Linked DNA regions of Mus musculus: regions 1 and 3 are each linked to region 2. A link is a contact called in public Hi-C and promoter capture Hi-C data. All regions are on one chromosome and are shown on one strand. The core of a region is the stretch at or near the end of the contact, and the rest is flanking DNA. Distances in the headings are between cores, read along the strand shown.

The links. Promoter capture Hi-C pulls out the DNA fragments that hold promoters and counts their contacts. A called contact is a pair of places that touch in the nucleus more often than the background predicts.
Region 1: a Hi-C map of the N1E-115 cell line shows a contact between it and region 2, with 6 times the contacts expected there. The contact joins the enhancer-like site here to the promoter of Hebp2 in region 2. A contact is called at or near these places in 2 of 484 Hi-C or Micro-C datasets (the N1E-115 cell line and embryonic stem cells) and 1 of 9 other capture datasets (adipose tissue).
Region 3: a contact with region 2 is called in a promoter capture Hi-C map of stem cell-derived epiblast-like cells, with 2.7 times the contacts expected there. The contact joins the enhancer-like site here to the promoter of Hebp2 in region 2. A contact is called at or near these places in 11 of 39 promoter capture datasets (the 3T3-L1 cell line, 3T3-L1-derived adipocytes, embryonic stem cells and 7 more), 15 of 484 Hi-C or Micro-C datasets (the N1E-115 cell line, Sertoli cells, cardiomyocytes and 9 more) and 6 of 115 datasets of contacts at active chromatin or transcription factors (embryonic hindbrain, embryonic stem cells, microglia and 2 more).

What each region holds. Positions count from the first base shown.
Region 1 is chr10:18,713,366-18,717,674 of GRCm38.p6, reverse strand. The region is part of intron 2 of Arfgef3 (ARFGEF family member 3); the gene reads left to right. Among named protein-coding and RNA genes, the nearest start is that of Gm32926, 28 kb to the left of the region's middle. Within about 2 kb of position 2,119, at least 1 of the 459 cell types and tissues checked has an H3K27ac peak or open chromatin away from gene starts, as enhancers often do. A contact at or near this core is called in the N1E-115 cell line, where this site is marked.
Region 2 is chr10:18,543,155-18,548,187 of GRCm38.p6, reverse strand. Hebp2 (heme binding protein 2) reads left to right here and starts at 2,112. Exons shown (of 4, transcript NM_019487.3): 1 at 2,112-2,494; 2 at 2,975-3,110; 3 at 3,743-3,923. The coding sequence starts at 2,393.
Region 3 is chr10:18,322,612-18,327,312 of GRCm38.p6, reverse strand. It overlaps a transcript of Nhsl1 not described here. Among named protein-coding and RNA genes, the nearest start is that of Nhsl1, 83 kb to the left of the region's middle. Within about 2 kb of position 3,427, at least 35 of the 459 cell types and tissues checked have an H3K27ac peak or open chromatin away from gene starts, as enhancers often do. A contact at or near this core is called in pancreatic cancer cells, stem cell-derived epiblast-like cells and trophoblast stem cells, where this site is marked.

The sequences.
Region 1 (4,309 bases), core at 870-3,369, 170 kb before region 2:
AGAGGATGAATGAGTTTCCTCAATAGTCATTTGATTCTTTTCCTGTATAACAAGCCTCGGTATCCTATGCATACCCTGGAGTTGAGGAGGCAGTAGCCCTTCTAGGAGGGTCCCTAGGAATGCAATGAGTATAAGCAGAAACATTCAGGAGAGCAGCACTCTGAAGATAGATGAGGGAAGACATTTGCGAGGACAGTTTTAAAGTGCTAAGCCTGTGTTTGATGAATGGTTGCTAGCCTCGAACAGTTGAGATCCTCTTGACTTTAGGACTACAGCTTGAGGTGGTAGTATTCTTGGCCTTTCCACATGTTCAAACTATCCTGACACTTAACTTTTATATCTGAGGCTAAATTTAATGACTCCATGCTGGAACTTTCATAGTTGTAGATAAAAGTCAATGAAAGAGTGACAGATATAGACTATTGTATTTTCTGGCTTCATGGGCCTGTTCATCTTACATGGGAGTGTGCTATTATATCTAGATTGATCCTATCTTTGTGCATTGGCTGTCGTAGGAGGCTGCTCTGCGGATAGGATAGAATAATTTAAGAGAATGTGTGTGTGTGTGTGTGTGTGTGTGTGTGTGTGTGTGTGTGTGTACATTATATTGGTTAACTCCTAGAAGCACCAGTGTTTGTATTGTAGATGCCTTTGTTTCCCAGGTTATCATGTATTCCGTTGAGAATATGTTGCTATGCAAATGGTGAAGACCCTTTTGCTATATGGTCCTTACATTCTGATCTGTACTTTTCCACTTACTAGCTTTGCCCATGGATACATGATCTATGTCTTTATCTATGATATTGACCTGATAGTGTTCATTGTCCAAGCTCTGGTTGTTGGGAGCCGCCCCCACATTCGCCGTCACAAGATGGCGCTGACATCCTGTGTTCTAAGTGGTAAACAAATAATCTGCGCATGTGCCAAGAGTAATTTTCCACTACATGTACTCTGCCTTTACTCGGCCATGGGCTGCAGCCAATCAGGGAGTGATGCGTCCTAGGCGAAGGATAACTCTCCTAAATAGGGAGGGGGTTTCGCTTTCGTTTTTGGGGGCTTTCGTTTTTGGGCTTGGGGGCTTGCGCTCCTGGCTCCTGAAGATGTAAGCAATAAAGTTTTGCCGCAGAAGATTCTGGTTTGTTGTGTTCTTCCTGGCCGGTCGTGAGAACGCGTTTAAGATCTGGTGAGGATTGAATTGCTTGATACTAAGAGACTGCCTCTGATGCATAGCTATGTTATTTAAAGCAGGGACCCAGGTATTACTGTTTTTCTAACTTTTGACAGTACTCATGCTTCTGTCAGGGCCCCATGTTTTACGGTACCTAGTTAGGTTGCTAGGTTATGTTATTATCTTGCCTCAAGACTGTTGTCTCATTGATAACAGAAATAATTGCCTATCAATCTGCCTAGTTCTGTAAGTAGTATAATTAAGAGGTAGGTATACCAACCCCACTGTCTGTACCAAGTGGGCACTCAATGACTGGAGTACTGGCACTAAGTGGACATGGGTTAGAAGAACAGCTTTCTGGTTTCTTCTTGGTTATCACAGATTCCTTTTGACTTCCTTATTGATACCCTGGTTTTTTGTTTTTTGGTTTTTTCACTCACTTTTTGGAGACATTTTCTCAGAACCCCATCCTTTCATCCTATACCTTGTTCTTCCCCATAGACATTTCATCTAAAACTTCAGCTACTGCTTCTAGATAGATAATTCTAAAGTTACCCTGAGTTCCACATTATCAACCCTTAGATGCCTCCCCCAAAAATCCTTGAACTCAGTTTGCAGTGATGTCGATCCTATACTTCCCATGTGTTCCTCCAAATTGTGCTGCAGGAGCTCCACGCTGCCCCATTATGCCATCTGTGGGTCCCGTTTCCTCCCTCTGTTTCTTTAGGCAATCATTGACTATAACATACATTCAACATGGGCCCATATAGTAGAGTAGATGCTTTTACATGATGACCATTTATAGGGTGTGTTCATTGTGCTAGTTGTTATTACTCTAATATCTGCGTGTCATGGGACCTGCCCTGAGGTTACATGACAGTGACTCCATTCTTGCTTTCTTCTGATCCAACCAAATGTCCCCCCAAACCTTCCTTTTACATTCTCAATACCTGAGGCCTCAGAATTCCCTGCTCAGACTATGTATGCCTCTTCCAGAAATCACCTTTGAGTTTCTGATTTGTGTCTTTCAGAGGGCATGTAGTACGATAGGTGTTTGTGTTCCTGGGTGCAAGAGCTGTACATGAGCAGCTATTTGTGGCGTTTGAGTACTGAGGTGTTTGTATCTGTATCCATGAGACCTCATGAGGGACAGGGTAGATCAAATAGTGGAAAATTGAAAGGCTGAAGCAGAGGATGGAAGGAGTATTGTGAACATATATAAGGATGGCCTTGGGAAGTCAGTTAAGAATATGACTAGTAAGTACACTGTTTCACTGTTACAACACTTCTCTAGGCAAGTAATATTAGTAATATTAGTTATATTACCAAAGGCTAGCTTTGACACCACAGGTAAACTGAGGAAATCTGAGTGTGGAGTCAATGACTGGGGAACTGACTGGTACTAATAGCATATTCTAAGCAATTCCTCTCCTGGGCATATACCCAGAAGATGTTCCAACTGGTAATAAGGACACATGCTCCACTATGTTCATAGCAGCCTTATTAATAATAGCCAGAAGCTGGAAAGAACCCAGATGTCCCTCAACAGAGGAATGGATACAGAAAATGTAGTCTATTTACACAATGGAGTACTACTCAGCAATTAAAAACAATTAATTCATGAAATTCTTAGGCAAATGGATGCATCCGGAGGATGTCATGCTGAGTGAGGTAACCCAATCACAAAAGAACACATGTGATATGCACTCACTGATAAGTGGATATTAGCAAGTTTTTTCTATGCTTAGCTGATGATATTTTGTATATACCAAGAAACAGATCATCAGCTATCTTATGTCTTATTTTTGAAGTCTTTCTCAGCTAAACTGGCTAATCATCTATATTCCCTTTTCTTGTATTCACAGTAGCATTATTTATTTTCGTTCACACCTTTTCTTGGTGCACACTGAAACCTTTGCCACATCCCTAGATCACAAGATCCAGGAACTCAGACCCAACCTAGAATGAATGCTTTCTTTTATCATTTACTTGTTCCAAGCTTATTTTTCTCTTCCAAGTACAATTACATGCTTGAAAGGCATGAAAGGTCACTGTCTAACTTATTCAGCCCTCACTACAAGGGATGGGCCCCAGTTTATTCTTTTTTTTTTTTTCTCCTGGGAATCAAAAATTATTCTTTCATTTTTTCAAATTTTTATTAGATATTTTCTTCATTTACATTTCAAATGCTATCCCGAAAGTCCCCTATACCTTCCCCCCCACCCCCGCCCTGCTCCCCTACCCACCCACTCCTACTTCTTGGCCCTGTCGTTCCCCTGTACTGGGGCATATAAAGTTTGCAAGACCTCTCTTTCCACTGATGGCCGACTAGGCTATCTTCTGCTACATATGCAGCTAGAGACAGGAGCTCTGGGGGTACTGGTTAGTTCATATTGTTGTTCCACCTATAGGGTTGCAGACCCCTTCAGCTCCTTGAGTACTTTCTCTGGCTCCTCCACCGGGGGCCCTGTGTTCCATCCAATAGATGACTGTGAGCATCCACTTCTGTGTTTGCCAGGCACTGGCACAGCCTCACAAGAGACAGTTATATCAGGGTCCTTTCAGCAAAATCTTGCTAGCATATGCAATAGTATCTGTGTTTGGTGGCTGATTATGGGATGGATCCCCGGGTGAGGTAGTCTCTGGATGGTCCATCCTTTCGTCTTAGCTCCAAACTTTGTCTCTGTAACTCCTTCCATGGGTATTTCCCTATTCTAAGGAAGAATGAAGTATCCACACATTGGTCTTCCTTCTTCTTGATTTTATTGTGTTTTGCAAATTTTATCTTGGGTATTCTAAGTTTCTGGGCTAATGTCCACTTATCAGTGAGTGTATATCAAGTGACTTCTTTTGTGATTGGGTTACCTCACCCAGGATGATATCCTCTAGATACATCCATTTGCCCAAGAATTTTATAAATTCATTGTTTTTAATAGCTGAGTAGTACTCCATTGTGTAAATGTACCACATTTTCTGTATCCATTCCTCTGTTGAGGGACATCTGGGTTCTTTCCAGCTTCTGGCATTATAAGTAAGGCTGCTATGAACATAGTGGAGCATATATCTTTATTACCACTTGGAACTTCTTCTGGGTATATACCAGGAGAGGTATTGCTAGATCTTCCGGTAGAACTATGTCCA
Region 2 (5,033 bases), core at 863-3,362:
TCACACAGAGCATCCCACAGTGTGGTTCTTCTATATGAAGTGTCTGAGCGCTAGGCGTGGACTCAGTAAATCTGGGACACTTTTACACCATCCTGGCTCTTTGACATTTTCTAGAGATGACCCGTGGTCAATCAGCAGGATGGGAGGTGCAGGGTGGGTAGGCCCCTCTGCTTTATTTTGTTTTTGGTTTCCAATCAAACCACAAAGATAAGTTCAAGTTACTAGTTTCTTGGAGCATGGCTCTAGGAGTTGGGTGTGCCCCAGTTTGCTTTCTGATGCTGCCATAAAACACTATCCAAAAGTGACTCGGGGAAGAAAGTGTTTATTTGGCTTACATTTCCATACCACAGTCTATCACTGAGTGATATCAGCAAACTGTGGGCAAGAACTGAAGCAGAGACCACGCAGGGAAGAGTGCTGCCTGTTCCCAGACTCACCTTCAGCTACCTTTCTTTTTGCTTTTCTTTCAAGACAGGGTCTCTCTACACCACCCTAGCTGTCTTGGAACTCACTGTAAAGACCAGGCTGGCCTCCAACTCACAGAGATCTGGCTAACCGTCTCCCCAGTGTGGTGCTGGCATTAAGAGCATCTATGCCACCATGCCCAGCCCCAGCTACACTTCCCAGAACCAGTTGTTCCAGGTGGCACCACCCACAGTTTGCTGGGCCCGTCCACATTAATCATTCATCAGAGAGAATGCCCCATTGACTTGCCTACAAACCAATCTGTTGAAGGCAGGTGTGTTCTCTGTTGAAGTTTCCTCTTCACGTATGACCCGGATTTATGCCAAACTGACAAAAAAAAAAAAAAAAAAAAAAAAAAAGCAAACAAAACAGAACTAACTAGCACAGGGGCTTAGAACATGCTAAAGGCTGAGGGGGGAGATCATTAAAAGATGGGCTAGCATTGTAATTGCTGCAAAACTCCATAAATATAATTGAAAGCCATTAAGTAGTTCACTTTACTATTATTACTGATTCTCTGTTTTTGAGGCATTCGGATATAGCTAAGAGGGGGTGGGGGTGGGGCAAGTGGCTTCAATTTTTGTGTGTAGTCAAGGGTCACTTAGAATTTCTGGGTTTCCTGCTTCCAAACTCACAGTTCTAGGATTACAGGGGTACACCACAATGCCTGGTTTATTAAATAGTAGAGGTATGTTAAAACATATACATGTAATTAAAAATAAAACTGAAAAAAATTCCAGCATGGGGGAGGGATGTCTCTGGAGTACTCCTGAGAATTCTTTATCAGTAACGGGTTGCTGGGACCTAGAGACTCATTTCTTTTTAGGAGTGTGAGCATGGGTTTTCAGTGCCTCAGTGATAGACTCCAGCCTAAGTGCATGTGAGTTGAACTAGCTGAATCCAGTGAGCTAAATAAATACTCAAAGAATTTTGGAAGGAAGATGTGATGGGGTGGAGGTGGGGTGGAGAGTGGGGTTTCAGGAGTTGAGGGGAGAGAGGGGCAGGTGGATATGATCAAGATAAATTGTATATCGGTATAACATTTTAAAAGAAAAAAGAGATGAATTATATATAAATTTATTTCAATAAATCTTTTGGAAAAAGTATGAAGCCTAGCCAAAATATCTAAAGAGCACTAGTGTGTGCTCTGGCCCGTCCTCCAGGGCTGACTGGAGGACTCAGATGGTTTCAGTAGCCCAAGACACAACACACACACACACACACACACACACACACACACACACACACACACACACACACATTGCTCTCCCCAAAGATGCTGGGTCTCCATTGACTTTCCACATTGAGCAAACCTGAAAACTGTGGGCCCTGGCTGCCCTTCTAGTATAAATCAGTCTGCGGATCCCAATTTGGACTCCAGGATCTAAGGGCAGCAGGAGTCAGAGTCCTGAGTGCTAGCTGCTAGAGGTCTTGGAGCTCCGCTGCGAAGTCTTGGGGCAGGCGATTTTCTTTTGTGAGGGTGGGGAGGAAGCTGATTTTGCAGAGGCGCTGGCAGCGTTTTCAATGTAGGGAGAGGCTCCCTGAATGGGTGCCCGGACTGGTTCCACAGAAACCGAGCTAGGAGCTGCTCAGTCCTCCGCCCACCACTGCCCACAATCCAGTTCTGCAAAACATCAGCTAGGTGGGAGGGACTCTGCAGAGGACCTAGATGACCCAGGGCCAGCCGGCCGATCCTGATCAGTCTGATCAGCTAGCTGATCCTGACCTTATCCCTGCAGAGGGGTGTGGCCAGGGCTGGCGCAAGCCTGAGGTTGGTCGCGACGCCGCCTTGTGGCTCAGACCGAGAATGTCCTACGGACCCGCAGTAAGGGCTGCAGGGCCGAGCGTGCGCCGGTGGGGAGGGGACTCAGAACAGGGTGGCCGGTGAACACAAACAGGGCGCGCCCCTCCCAAGCTGCCCTTACTCATGGCAGAGGAGCCGGAGCCAGACCTCGGGGTGGCCGAGGGCTCAGAGGATCAGGCCTTGGAGATGCCGAGCTGGAAAGCTCCGGAGGACATAGACCCCCAGGTAGGCGTCTTCCAGGGCCCGCAAAGATTCATCTGGGCTACTTTACCGTGATATGAAGAGTCCCCTAGAGTTAAGTTAAAATATATATATATATATATATATATATATATATACTATTTTAGATCTGCGCGAACCAGGAGATGCGTTGTTTAGCTGACCCCAGGAGAGAGTCATACATCCACTTCCTGTCCGCGGAGCGGGTGGGGTAGGGAGAAACTGGTTACTACTACACAGACCCAGCGCTTCGATTTAAGAAAAGCTTGTAATCTGTCCTTAGGGCAGTATCTGCTCTCCAACCCGTAGGGAAACCTCAGGAGAGTCCATGCTTGTCCTAAAGAACGGGAACCTCAGGCTAGACCTTGGGGGGAGAGGGTTGCAGCTCTCCTGTATTGGGGACTCTCACCTCCTGACGTTCATGAGTTGCTGCTTGTTCATGAGTTCATGAGTTACTTCTCTTAAGTTTTCTCTGTACCATTTTAGCCAGGAAGTTATGAGATCCGGCACTACGGACCGGCTAAGTGGGTCAGCACTTGCGTGGAGTCCCTGGACTGGGATTCAGCCATCCAGACTGGTTTCACAAAATTGAATGGCTACATTCAAGGCAAAAATGAGAAAGGTAAAAGTAGCCTCCGAGATGCTGCGATTACTGAGTTTTAGTCTCCTGAAGAATTCTGTTTTGTAATAGACGAATAACCAGATGACTGAAACTCTAATGTTTTTATTCACGATTGGCTTCAAGAACTTTAGTGTAGCTACAGTAGAGTGTTGCTGGGTTCTGCTTGTCAAGGTCTATACTTTCCTCATTTTTTTTTTTTTTTCCTAGATGAAATGGGACTCTACCTAGGGAGAAGTCCTTTCCTGTGCCAAATGCCTCTAATAGTGATATCAAGGGACAGGAAAATGCAAGGGCATGAGCCTCAAGTTGTGTGTGTGTGTGTGTGTAATTTTGCAAGTCTCTTCGCCTTAGGACCACAATTTCTGAGATATAGAGAAAAATAATTGGCCCATGTTTTCTGTGATTTCTTCTTTATGTTTAAAAATATAGAATTTATTAACCCAAGAAAACACTACAGAAAATTGTTTAATGTAGAGTAATGTGTCATTCTACCACTACCCCTTTATAAAAGAAAAACAAAAACAAAAAGATGAGACATATCAAGGGTACATATTTATAGTGGTAATGTAAAGGAAATCAAGAAACATCAGCCATAATATGCTAAAATTGCTTTCATTTTTTCCATGACGTAGAGATGAAAATCAAGCTGACAGCCCCCGTGACAAGCTACGTGGAGCCCGGCTCAAGTCCTTTCAGTGAGTCTACCATTACGATTTCCCTGTACATCCCCTCTGAGCAGCAACCCGATCCACCCAGGCCTTCAGAGTCAGATGTCTTCATTGAAGACAGAGCTGAAATGACGGTGTTCGTGCGGTAAGTGGTAGATAATTCACAGCCATGCTGCCTGCCGGCCTGCTGGCTGCTGGTTTTACCTGTGTGCATTCACCAGTCCACAAGCATCTCACCCTTCCATAAGAACCGTCTACTAGATTTCAGGATGTTTTCCTGCTGTCTTGGTTTTAAAATGTCACTGAAGTCTATTGCAAGATAGAATCCATTTATTGAGAAGTCTATTATATATCTTCCACATATAAAACATAGCACAAATTGTATCACTTGAAACATAGGACTATCCTTTCCTACAAAATAGATAGATCTGAACAATAATGCCTTCAAAAAACAGCATATGGTGTCTGTCCTAGTCTGTTTGGGCAGGCACAACGAATACTATAGACTCTGTGGCTTACCACAAACACAAGTTTGCTTTTTGTAGTTCTTTCTAGAAGCTAGGTTCAAGGTCAAGGCACTTACAGTTTTAGTGACTGGCTAGGGGCCATTTCCTGATTCATATAAGCACATTTGACCCTCTTTTGTAAGGGTGATAATTCCTTTCTTAAGGGCTCAGTCCCCCCCAGGATCTAACCACCCTCCAGAGGCTCTTTAAACTATCCCATTTGTGATTAGGAGTTTGATATGAATTTGAGAGAGACAGGCATTCAGTCCACAGCATTCTGTTCCTAACTGAAGAAACTTTGTGTCTTTCTCACTCACAAAAATGCATCCAGTCACATTTTACCAGCCCTAGAATCTTAGCCTATTTCAGCATTGACTCAAAAGACTCATTTAAATAACATTCAAATAAAATCTGGCTTGAGACTCAAAGCATGACTTATCTCAAAGCAAATTCTCTCTAGCTGTGGGCCTGTAAAAGTCAAACAAGCTATGGGCTTGTTTGTACAACATTGTGACATGCAAAGGAGGAACATCCCCTTTCAAATGGAAACCATAGAGAAGGAAAACTAACGGGCCTCAGTCAAGGCTTTAGATCTCTTTCTTGTCTCAAGGCTCTGCCTGCCAGGGTCTATTGGAATGAGATGGATGTTGGATCCCCAAAGTTTTCCTGGACAGGAATTGGGCCCTTGATACCTGACATATCTGAGTCTCATGATTCTGGATACCCCCAAGCCCAGCAAAGTTGTTAGG
Region 3 (4,701 bases), core at 2,178-4,677, 220 kb after region 2:
AACCCTATGTCCAGGGCATCTAAGGCCTTCTTATGGACTCTGCAGGTACAACATATACGTGGGACACACACCATACCCGTGAGTAAACATTAAAATAACCCTTTTTCCTGAAAGATTCTTAAATAAAGCAAACGGAAGATAATGCTTTACTCTTCTGCTTTACAATTATCTTCCAAAATATTAAGGAACTGAAATATTTCCACTTTATTAAAATTTTTTTCAAGGGGCTAAGAGACGGTTCAGTTTTTAGCTTTCACATCAGGTGGCTCACAAGTGCCCATAACGTGGGCTTGAGTATCTGATGCCTCTAGTCTCCATGGTGATGCCATCATGTGCACCTACACACACACACACACACACACACACACACACACACTTAAAAACTAAAACTCAGTGTCTTCAGTAACTACTCCTTGTCCTAAAACAATCCATACAGATGAAATTAATTAATGTGAGATGTTTCCTCTATAATACTGCGTTCCTTCAATGTAGGAGGCTTTGTATACTTCCCAGGCATTGTGTGCCAATAGTCAGTGAGTAGGCTATGGTCTTACATCAAAGGCTGCACACTCCTAATTCAAAAACTAGGCACCTTTTTACTCATCTGAGCATATGGCAAATGCATTCAAACACAGGTCTTGTTCCATGATGCCACCAGCTCCTTTTACATAGGAGGAAGAAAGCAGGCATACACTGTGGGCAGAATACACACAAACTTGAAACACTCAGTTGCCTAATCTGTTGGTAAGTGACTGACTCCTCAGCCTGTGAACATCCACACAGCCACATGCTAACTAGTGAGTAACTGGGAAGGTAATTAAGAAGTCCCTGAGTTTCTTCCTCAAACTGCAAATAAAAACTAATCAATAAAATGTTGATCTTGTTCTTCTTTCTTCCTCCTCCTCCTCTTCCTTCTCTTTTTCCTCCTCTCCTTCTTCTTTGACAGTCTTATGCAGCCCAGTCTAACCTAGTATTCCTTACCCTCCAGCCTCTACATAACCTACTCCCCCAACCAGACATGTGTTACTACACTAATCAGGCAATTCTTGTTTGTTTGTTTGGTTGGTTGGTTTACTTATTTATTAAGCAGGTTATTTATTTATTTATTTATTTATGAAGCAGGATCTTCATATATAGGCCTGGCTGTCCTGGAACTCACTATGTAGGCCAGGCTGGCTTTGAACTCACAGAGATTCGCCAGCCTCTGCCTCCCAAATGTTAGTATTAAAGGTGTGCATCACCATACCAGACATATGCCGACAACTCTCACGGTCAGGCACATAGAAAACGATTGCTTGATCTCACACAGGCTGTTCAAACCCAATGGTACAATCTGCCCACTCAGCCACTGTGGGTTTCTGTTAATAAATGTAAGAACTCTCCTGAGAGTAAAGGTGGGTGCAGTCCATACTCTCAACACCTCTCTAGTACGCAGTGTGCTTCAATGAAAGCAAGTCTTGTGCCAGAAGAGGAGCCCAGTGCCTGTTCTTAGAAACTCAGCAAAGCCCACATCTCCACTGCGTCTTTAGGGCTCTGCCACACACACTGCAGAGATTCATTCTGAGGGAGAAGCAAAGCTATCCATTCTGACATCAGCCAGCTGCTGGTTAGGTCAGAGGATGACGGTCTCTCAAGAGCAGGCTGATGATGCATTCATCAGCTAAAACACGCCTCTCACGCGTTAGCCCACACTCTCTACCAAATGTCTGAAGACCTGGTTGGGCAAAGACAATGCCCAGACAATCTTTCTGCCAATAAGCTACCCTTTTCTAAGGGAAGTCAACTGCTAGAGGCAGAAAGAACCTTGTGCATGCCATGTTCTGAGCTGCTCCCACCTCGCCATCTGTCTACAACAGCATTCATCCAACCTTAAACATTATACAGAGCATACTAGGTCCACTGTATATGGGTGCACGGGTGGGATACATAGCCCTGGGGCTAATTACATTTGATGTTAATTCCGTTCTCCCGTGAGGGGCTCAGACAAGGAATGAGTCAGCACTCAGGTGATTTCCAGAAACCTGCTTCCCACCTTAATTTGTAAACTAGAGGAGAACTGATGATTGGGCAGATAGAAGGGAAGGTGGGGCAGAAGGTGAGAGGGAGAGAAGAAGGAGAAAATGGAAGAGAGAGGATGCAGAGGAGGAGGAAGAAGAAAAGCGGAGCAGAAGCACATGGCCTGGAGAAACCGAAAGTTCTAAGCTGTGGAAGATGGTAGTGTAGCGGTAGATCTGCCCAATCTAGGCGCACAGCATGTAATCATATTAACTGTGTTGTGCTTTCATTGCCCGGGCATATTTGGGATGGGAGATTTACTGCAACAAAAATGCCATAGTATAAAAGGTGCCCTGTGGTTAGACGGCACAGCAAACCCTCTCAATGCTTCTAGAATCTAAAGGGGTGGGCATTCTTTCTACAACTATTATTTTAAATTGCCTTTTCCTATGCTCTGTTGGCAGCAGGATTTCATATTTACTCAGGAAGTTCTCTATTGTTGTCAAGACGGGGGTCTCAGGTAGCCCAGGCTAGCCTCAAACTCACCATGTGGCCTAGAATGACTTTCATGTCCTGCTGTTCTCTCCTCTGTCCCCAAGGACTGGATTTCAGACACGAGATACTACATTCAGTTTCGTGCAGTGCAAGGGACTAAACCCAGGTCTCTCTTCACTCATGATGGGCAAGCAACCTACCACTGAGCTACATGCTCAGTCCCAATAAGTCCCAGTAAGTGCTTTTAAAACAAACTGAAAAGAATTTAGAGTAGGACTTGGAGAGATGGCTCAGAGGTTAAGAGCACTGACTGTTCTTCCAGAGGTCCTAAGTTCAATTCCTAGCAACCACATGGTGGCCCACAATCATTTGTTATGGGATCCAATACCCTCTTCCGGTGGTCTGAAGCCAGCTACAGTAATATTCATATACATAAAATAAATAAATAAATCTTTTAGGAAAAAAAAAGAGTTTAGAGCAGAAATCACAAGACCTTGTCTTACTAACACCTTTTACTAGCCCTAGAACTTTCATTTCTTGATCTATAAATTGGGCTTAAAAATGCAGTCTAGCCTTTCTATTTTATTGGTTTTGGAATAAAATAGAAAGGGGGAAGGGTGGCTCAGAGGTTAAGAGTACTGGTTGTTCTTCCAGAGGACCCTAGTTCAATTCCCAGGACCCACATGGTAGCTCACAACTGTCTGTAACTCCAGTTCCAAGGGATCTGACACCCTCACACAGACATACATGCGGGCAAAACATCAGTAACAGAAATGATAAACAAATCTGAACAATGGGTTTTTAATCCACAGTCCCACTTCACAGGAGCTTGTGAGTGTTAGTCATGGAAAGCAGCGAATGCTGAGCCTGGGAAACATTTGCTTGGTAAAGGAAGTACAAAGCCCACAGCCGGCATGAGTCCACTTGTCTGGAATGTTCAGAACAGTTAAATCCACAGAGGCAGAAAGGAGACTCCCAGTGACCTGGAGGTAGGAAGGTCAAGAAGAAAGGGAGACTGACTCCCGGGATGTGGGGGGCCATGCAAATAGGCTGTGGTCATGTTTCTCATGTCTGAATACACTAGAAGTCACTGGCCCCTACACTGAGAATGGCTGGATCTAGGAATTGTGTCTCAATAAAATTAGCTGTAAGGCCAAGCCACGGGTCTATAGTTCTAGCTACTTGGAGGTAGAAGCAAAATACTGAGTTCAAAGGCTGCCTGGGCCATAATGTGAGTCAAGGCCATAGACAACCTTCAGATTTAAAATTAGAGCATTTCCTAATATGCCCTAGTCAGATCCCAAGTACTGAGGGTGAGGGAGCACGCCCACAGACCTTAAAAACCAAACATAGCCATGCCAGTGAGAATCTGCCCGTCTCTGCAGAGCGAAGGCTCTTGCTTGTTAACAGAGCCCAGACACAGCTATTCACACTTCTGCCCCTTGTCACAATTTTCAATGTAGCCTTATTTAGTCAGCAGCAAAATTAATCAAGTTCTACTTGCACAGAAACAGGTCCGGTGAGATGATTCAGTGGATAAAGGCACTTGCCACCAACCCTGACAGCTTGAGTTGACCCCTGGATCCCACAAGGGGGAAGGAGAAAACACTTCAGTAAGTTTCCTCTGACTTCCATGTGTCATGGTGTGTGCACATCCGAGAGTGTATATGCGCATGCGCACACACACACACACACACACACACACACACACACACACACAATGTTATAGTATACATGTGATAATATCCAGTCACTGTACTGAGCTCTATAATAACAGATGTGCTGCCATCCCTAACCTCAAGTAGCTTGCAGTCTGGCTGAGGAAAGCATGTGTCAAAGAGTCACATTCAGTCGCTGTAAATGCAGTACACTTAAGATCAGTACACTTAGTCAGGGCTCTTAGAGAAACAAGTGACAGAATCGATGTACATACATACATACATACATACACACACACAGAGATACATATATATATGATACCCGCTGAGACATCCAGCCTTGTGGACTGAACAACTACTGGATGCGTGTGTGTGTTTCATATATGTGTATACATGACTACATATATATATATACATATATATATATATACACACACATATATATGATTTATTAGAGAGGCCTGTAGTCTGTGTTCCAGCTATTCCAACAATAGCTGTGTAGCAACAGAAAATCCAGGAATCCAGTAGTTGTTCAGTCCATGAGACTAGATGT